2 separate regions of the Mus musculus genome follow, and region 2 is linked to region 1. A link is a contact called in public Micro-C data. All regions are on one chromosome and are shown on one strand. Each heading gives the region's core, a stretch centred on a gene start, on an enhancer-like site or on the middle of the called end of the contact. The rest is flanking DNA. Distances are from core to core; before and after follow the strand shown. Region 1 overlaps Adgrl3 (adhesion G protein-coupled receptor L3). Region 2 overlaps Adgrl3 (adhesion G protein-coupled receptor L3).

Region 1 (4,001 bases), core at 326-2,825:
TCACACAGTCATCCTGGAAATGAAGGATGTTGCTTTGGGGCTAAGATAGGGTGAAGTTTGTTATTAGGTATAAATTGGATATTTTGATGCTTTGTCTATTTGAGGCAGCAATAAAACAAACAAATTAAAAAAATCCATTCATAAGATTTGACTGTATCTGATGGAATTTACCAAAAAAGCTAAGATATTAAGGAATTAAACATCATGGCAGTGCATTTCTGTCCTTTTGAAAAGGAAGTTCAGTAGTAAGCAGACTGTGGTTCTCTGCTGTCACCATGATCTTTAGAGATTATTATCCCTGCCATCCCCTTTCCCTTTAACATGTTTTCTGTGACTTTACCCATCAGTATCATAGAGTAGCTTCTGGTAGGCTAGCCACCTCCTGTGCATCCCATATGCAGGAAGGAAGCAAAGCCCAGAGCAAACGGGAATGTGTTTTCTGGCTGAATCAGCACCTCCCAGGAAATTCTGTGCAACAGTCAAGATGATTAACCTGAACTTCCAAAGACACACCAAGTAAGAGAATGGAAGGCGTGTTCCTTTAGTTAAGGCTATTGCTCATTAAATACCATGAAGCAAGAGGTGAGATAGCTGGGGCAGGGTGGGGGCAGTGCTATAGTCAGTTGGTTAGTAGCCTCGGTCCTTCCTCGTATACTTGGTGAGTTCCTTGGGGAAAGATTAGCCCAGACTCACAGTCATTGTCATCACTCCTGTGTGTGATGAACACTAATCTGATTTCAGTTTCGTCTCTCAAGTGGACAAAACAAGGTCATCCTCATCATGATTGTATGAGAATTCAGAAAGGTAACCATGGGGTGGCTCCTTTAAACTACTTTGTTTATTATTAGGACATGCAAACTGCAGAAGTCTCCAGGAATTGCAGTTTATTCAGGTGTAACCTCCTCCCCCAGCAGATGATTCAGACAGAAAGCCTGTTTAGAGACACAAAATAACACATTTGGGCATGCACATTAGTTTCTCCTACATGGGCAGTACTTTGTTAATATTGGAGTTCTTCAATGTAACACCAAGAATATACCAATTCTAATATTTGTCACCTAGGTCTTCAAGGACAGTAGTAGCCACATACTCTTGCAAGGGCTTAGTGTTCCTATTTATAAGGTAGGAATATTAACAATGTTTTGTAGGGTATATAGAGAGATAGTATGCATGTAAAGTGTGAATAGTATATCTGGCAGATCGCTATGCATGCCATTCTACCACTAACTGCTGTTACTACTGTAGAAATGACCTTAGGAAAGATCATGTTTTTGCCAGCTGCTTCATAATAGCAAAATTCCAAATCCCATGGGGGGACATAACACACATGTTAGTATATTCTTAAAGCATTTGTGCAGAATTACAACAGGGTGTGTCTATAAAGGAGTTGCCACTCTCCAACGATGGAGGTGGATATGGTCAATAGGCTTGTATGCTTTTGAGTTCTGGGGTCCAGAGTCATCTGGAGGTTCTTTTATTCACATGCTTGTTTCTGGAATCTATTGATGTAAGGGCTGTGACCAAGCTGAGTCAATTAGAGAACAGACATGTGGTCTCTGTGAGTGGTTTGGAGTTCTACCAGCTTAACAGCTGTGCTTGGGAAAGAAAAAGTTCAGAGAGCTGTCATTCCAGGTGACCACAAAAAATATGCATGCTATTTGAGGGTGTCCCTTCAGAAGACTCATAGCATCATGTCTGCCATGTTCTCTTTATTGAAGAATTCAAGGTCTGGCTGATGGAAGCAGAGGAGAACACAAAAGTTAGCATTCACAAGGAGAGTCCTGTGCTGGACATCTTGGAGACATACCAAGGACCTCCTTCTGAATGGGATAAACACTGCTTAATTTGAACCTTTCCCCATAAATTTCTCTGAAAAATATAATATCCTCTATATTGTGTTAATCTGATATAGGCAGGAAGTTCAAGTCCTTATTGAAAAATATAGTAGCGCTGTAGCTTTTAAACTTGTTGATCTTGGAAATGTACAAAGTCAAATCGAGAATTATTGCTATTATTTTTAGCTTGAAAGGTTATTGTAGGTCTCCCGTGGTCAGTTTTATTTTTATTTATGTAAGTTTATTTTCCTAAAGTTTTGATAAAGAATAAGTTGCCTATTTTTAAAGTGTGTATTACAGTACCAGCCATTCAAGTCAGTTTAAATATTCATTAACTTTAAGAAACAGCAAATACTTTTGAAGGTTAAAGGAATGAAAGTTACCATGCTATTCTTGACACTAAGTTACTGACAGTGTGTCACTCCATAGTGACAGTAAACAGGACCTCTCAAGATTTGAAAAACAAAAGGGATTTGATAGATTTTAAAAAGTAGTATAAAAATTAATATATTTTAAATGCTAAATTTATTATATTTAAGTGATTTAAGTTTTTGTATGGCAGCTATTGACTCTTTTTCAGTTCTGTCTAGTGGTAAGGGCTGTAGTTATAATCTATTCAGATGTGAGTGCCCCATTAATTTTTCAAATTGATCCCAGTTATTTATTTGAAGGCTCCAGCATATCATCAGACTCAGTTAATAGCTCACTTGCTCACTCTGTGTCCTGGACGTTTCCAGTTGGGAGTTCAGTTGTCTCAAAATTTGAAGTTAATTACCTTCTTGGATGGAGTCAGTGAGAGTTTTGAATAGTTTGTTTTTTTTTTAAACAACCCTGATGTTATAGTACCATGAGGTTTATTAAAATCTAGTTTAAAACAAAGAACAAACAATTATCTAGATGATACTCTCTTTTGCTCACCAAATCACTAATCTCTCTCCTTCTCACTCTGAAAACACATTGAATTGTTGTTTGTTTGTTTGTTTGTTTGTTTGTTTTCATTAACTACCAGCTGAGTCAAGTGATGTCATCCAGGAGCATCTTGTGGGAGTGAGTAGGTATCTCAAAAGTGAGCTGAATAGCCTGGTAGAAATATGCTTCCATTTTCTGCACTCCAACTCAGAGGGAGGTGGCGACGCCTTGGCTGAAGCACTTCACACCTCCTTTTTCTTTTGCTCCTCACTTCAATAACAACCCCTTCCACTCAAGTTTCTGTGAGCTAGCTTTGTAAATCATTAGAGAATCTCACTGATTTCTCAAGATTTACCAGGGTCCTTTAAACGGGGGGAGGGGGGGTCTACATGTAATTGTTTTTGGATGTTTGCCTAAAGACTCTTGGCAAAAAAAAATTCTTCCTCAGTAATTAAAAATTAACCTGCAAGAGTTTTGCAGATATACACAAAATCATCCTAATGATTGTGACCCATGCACAAGGCTTTATTTTTCTTGTTTCTCGGAGCTGGCTATCCCCAACTACAAAGATTTGGTGTTTATTTGATTCTTACCGTTGTATTTGTTCTATAAATAACGCATTCATTATCTGACTCTCTGACTGTTTCAAACCTCCTGGGTACTTACACAGTCTACTCATTGGGGGTAAGTAACTGGTGTTGTCTCTCCAGTGGTGAACATGATTCTCATTTGCTGGGAAAAAAGACAGGAAAATCTTTGCACCAAAGATTTAATTCCAAGAGGGACTGTTGTCTCATTTCCAAATAGGTCAGGGAATATTTTGCGCTGTAGGTTCCCCGTGGGTATTCATTAAAGCTTCCTGACTGGGTTACAGGGTGGAGAGCCAGCAGAAGAGAAGCCTAATTTTTGATGGCAGAAAAGTGTTTACATGTTCAGTTCACTGGGATGTGTGTGCATTTCAATTGAACGTATACCTTTCCAGCTTTCCCAATCAATACTACATGGCTTACGGATTGCTCAGTTTATTTTAGAATATTTCAGAATCATTTTGTAATTTTAATTAAGGTGGTGCTTGGAAATTTATCTTTAAACTTAAAAATTCTTGTATCTACCAGTGTTGAACCAGTTGGTCTCCAAGGACTTTTGTAGCTCTAAATCGCCATGGTTCTGCGACTGAACATTTTTTTCCCTAAAATTAAGCTTCTAATTCGTTTTTAACCAGGCATAATTCAGAATATAAGCAGTGTCTTTGTCAAA
Region 2 (3,875 bases), core at 67-2,566, 290 kb after region 1:
AGCCGCTTTCTTCATTGGAATTTTTCTACTGTGCGTTTTAGGAGTAAGAAAAAAAATGACACTTGAAATTGCTATTTGGTAAAACACTAATGTATAATTGTTTTTGCCTTTGAGCCCCCTGTCTTTTACTAAAGAGATAAAGTTTAAGAGATTGTTTCCCATTTTTAGAGAGCTACCTACTTCTTACCCTAGTTCACTGTTTCTTATCATCTAACTTCTCCTATCTGGCTATACTTATCCATTTCTCATTTATCTATCATCTTTCTATCTATCCATCTATCTATCTATCATCTATCTCTCTATCCATCTATCTATCTATCTATCTATCTATCTATCTATCTATCTATCTATCTATCTATCTATCTATCATCTATGTATCTTTGTATCTATGTATCTATCTTTGTATCTATGTATCTATGTATCTATGTATCTATCTAACTATCTATCTATCTATCTATCTATCTATCTATCTATCTATCTATCTATCTATCATTATCATTTATCTACATTCATATTTCCTGTCTTTAAATTAGCTGGGCACATATCCTGGAGATTACTCAGTTGTTTTTCTCAGAATCTCTGAGGATTCCTACAATGGGCCCACTTTACTTTAAAGAAGGTTCTTATTAAGCATCTGGCAGAAATCGGCACCACTTCCTAGCCTCCCAAGAACATATCTATTGTATCCAAATCCATTTTCATGTTCCAAAACACTGCTGAACAATGGTCCTAGGACTTGAACTTTCCTTTTTTGCTCTATTGGTAAACGGGAGATTATACAACTATTGCCTTAAGAAGCAAAAGAGAACATTGTGTGTAAAATCATTTTAATGAGGATTAATGAGAATAATCCCTAGCAGAGGTATTGGTGCAGAACGAGAGCTTAGTCATACTTGAGGATTATGAATTTCATCACGTATTGTTCTATGTATGGGATAAATGAGAGTTTATATAATACACTTAGCACTGTGCTTGGCCCAGAGGAAGCACTCAGATAGGGTAGCTACTTAATTATTGCTGTCAACACCACCAATATCCCCAACCCTTGCCGCCCCCTCACCCCATCGAGTTCCAGCCTTTGTTGTCTGAGCAGTCAATGAACTGATTTATTTGCAGAGAGATGACTCAGTGCTTATGAATTGTATTTCCATCCCTGTTCATTTTTGTCTGGTGAGTCGGATGTCTTCATGCGGTTGTCCATCATCTGCCAGTAGGAGCTGCTTTTGTTTGTGGCCTTGGTGGATAGTTAAATAAAAATTAGGAAATGGAAAAGTTTAAAAATAAAAGCTTGGATTGCACCCACCATGCCACTGAGTATGACTAGGCTGAATTTGGCTCGGTCTTGTTCGCTAATCGTCCCTGAGTCTGACACATACTGGCAGTCGCTATCCCCAGCACAAATGTTCATGCTTTATAATATTTTGTACTTAGAGTGTTGACATATTTGTTATGAGTTACTTTGTTTCTTGCCAGTGCCATAAGGGGAGGAAAGTGTGATTCAAAATGTAGGAAACATGAAAATCAAGAATAAAATATTTGTACCTCTGCACCTTATTTGTTTGCATTCTTGTCAGGGTATATAGCTTGCTACCTGAAGAGGAAATGACAGGCTATTTATTCATCATGATATATATATATATATATATATATATATATATATATATATATATATATTGTCTAGTGTCATATACATACACACACACACACACATATATATATATACTATATATTATATAAAACAAAAATATTACTTTGTGAGATGGTAAAATGGCTTAGCAGAAAAATTGATCTTTATGTACAAATGGAGAGACTTGATTTTGATAGCTGACTCCTGGTAACCTGAGTTTGACCCATGTAGAAAGGTAACAGAGAACTGCTTAACAGAGATGCCATCTGATCTCGGCTCTCGAGTTGTGATATATGGAGGTGCCCACAATACAATACCATAAATAAAATTCTAAAAGTAATTTAGAACAATAGAATCTGACACCCGATACTCTCCGAATGCCCCCTTTTCTTTAATAATGGCTATGTTCTCAAGGAGGCAGTTCCTTTTTTTGCTTTTGATCTGTAGTCACCCTCTACTGAGTCACAGGATGAGATTCGAGTAGCAACATTGCCAAGAACACTTTCTGAACTCATTGCCTGCAAAGGAAGCCTTTCCAGTGCTGTTAGTCCCAACTTTAACCAGGCAGCATTGAGGAAACCTTCCCTAACTTCCTGATTCTCCAAGAGTCCGTCATGGTGCTGAGCTAGAGCACTCCCATTAATCATGTGAGTGGAACAAAGCAGACAGAGAAGCCAGGGGACAATGCTGTATTGTGCCTTTTGTCAGTTTTTAAACCCATAGTTGGTAACTCATAGGATTTATGCAATTAAGAAAAATTTCATGAGATAACTCATGTTGGCCACAATGGCTAATAAGGCATGCTCTCCCCCGCCCCCCGCCCCCCTCCCCCCCCCCCCCCCCGCTTTGGAGAGTAATGGTTAAATATTAAATACCTCTGACAGACAGAAAAACTCAGTTCTGTTCATCTGTCATCATTTTAAAGTGCTATTTTAAAATAATCTGAAAGGCTGGATGGATTCTAGTCCTCGTCCTACGGCATAAGAAGGCTGTTGAGAAACAGCATGTGTTCTGGAGGAGGACAGACCTTTAATTCATCAAGATGTAACTATTCAAATTATGTCTCCATTATAATCTCATTCCAGCTCTAGACCAGGTGCAGAAACAGATTTCCTGATGTGTCTTATTTTCCATAGGAATAACTGTAACATACTTATTTAAAACAACAAACAAACAGAATCCAATTGGGAAGTAGAGGAGAGGTGAGAGGTGAGAGGTGATAAGTGAGAAGGAAGAGGGGAGAGGGGAGGAGGGAGAGAGGGAATGGGGAGAGGGGAGAGGAGAGGGGGAGAGAGAAAACAACTCTTGTTCAGTTTGACCAACTGACTTTGTCATTTTGAATAGAAGCCATTTCTCTAGCTTTCTCTTTGATGAATATTAGCCATCATTTTAGAGATCAAGTATTCTCAGGACATTTTCTCTTCATTATGAAACACAGTTTTCCATATCTGCCTCATAAATATTTGTTAATTACAACCAATAAATCTTAGGAAATTTTCTCTATTAAATTATTATTTTAATTCTCAATGAAATTGAATTTGGAAGTTGTCTTTAGATGGAAGATCAACTTCAGTCACTCCTCAATAAACTTGTTTTTATTTTGTCATATCATGTAGCTATTGTTGAATAGTTTTGTCAAACCCAGATTTTCCATCTTTATGCATAATTAAATATAATGTTCCAACTCAGTGTAGGGTGCTTTGAAGTCATCTTTAAATTTATATATAATGATGTATTGTTTTGACACCACTGATTCTGTTATAAGAAAATTAATCTTGTTGAAGGGACAAAAAAGTAGAACTGGAAAAAAAAAATATAAGTCTGTAGGACATGGATGTATCAGCTTATGCTTAATGACTCTGATGCTTTGAATTGGAGGATCTATGAATGGAGATTCGTTAGATTTTTCTCTAAAGCATCCTTCCTCTGTAATTTCCTCGTGCGTCTGTGGATTTCTAGACTAGGTATTATGAGGATTTATGATTCCCAATTCGTGACTATGAAAAGTCTGAAGCTATTTTGATCTTAGGATGGGGCTCTGCAAGAATTTGCTCAGATCTCAGCATCGCGGGAGATTATTAACTTATTAGGACTAGTGTCTGACAACGTGGGCACTTTAAACACAGAATTTATTACCCTGCTGCTCTGAAAATATGAGGTGAATGTTTCTGGCGAATTCCTGCTTAAGGCTATGAAGTCTCCAGACTTCACTCTGTGGTGTCTTCTCTCTGTGTGTCCAAATTTTCCA

The links. A called contact is a pair of places that touch in the nucleus more often than the background predicts.
Region 2: a Micro-C map of muscle stem cells shows a contact between it and region 1, with 2.6 times the contacts expected there. The contact joins two enhancer-like sites. A contact is called at or near these places in 2 of 484 Hi-C or Micro-C datasets (muscle stem cells and myocytes).

What each region holds. Positions count from the first base shown.
Region 1 is chr5:81,072,491-81,076,491 of GRCm38.p6, forward strand. The region is part of intron 2 of Adgrl3 (adhesion G protein-coupled receptor L3); the gene reads left to right. Among named protein-coding and RNA genes, the nearest start is that of Adgrl3, 54 kb to the left of the region's middle. Within about 2 kb of position 1,576, at least 7 of the 459 cell types and tissues checked have an H3K27ac peak or open chromatin away from gene starts, as enhancers often do. A contact at or near this core is called in muscle stem cells, where this site is marked.
Region 2 is chr5:81,363,230-81,367,104 of GRCm38.p6, forward strand. The region is part of intron 5 of Adgrl3 (adhesion G protein-coupled receptor L3); the gene reads left to right. Among named protein-coding and RNA genes, the nearest start is that of Adgrl3, 340 kb to the left of the region's middle. Within about 2 kb of position 1,317, at least 45 of the 459 cell types and tissues checked have an H3K27ac peak or open chromatin away from gene starts, as enhancers often do. A contact at or near this core is called in muscle stem cells, where this site is marked.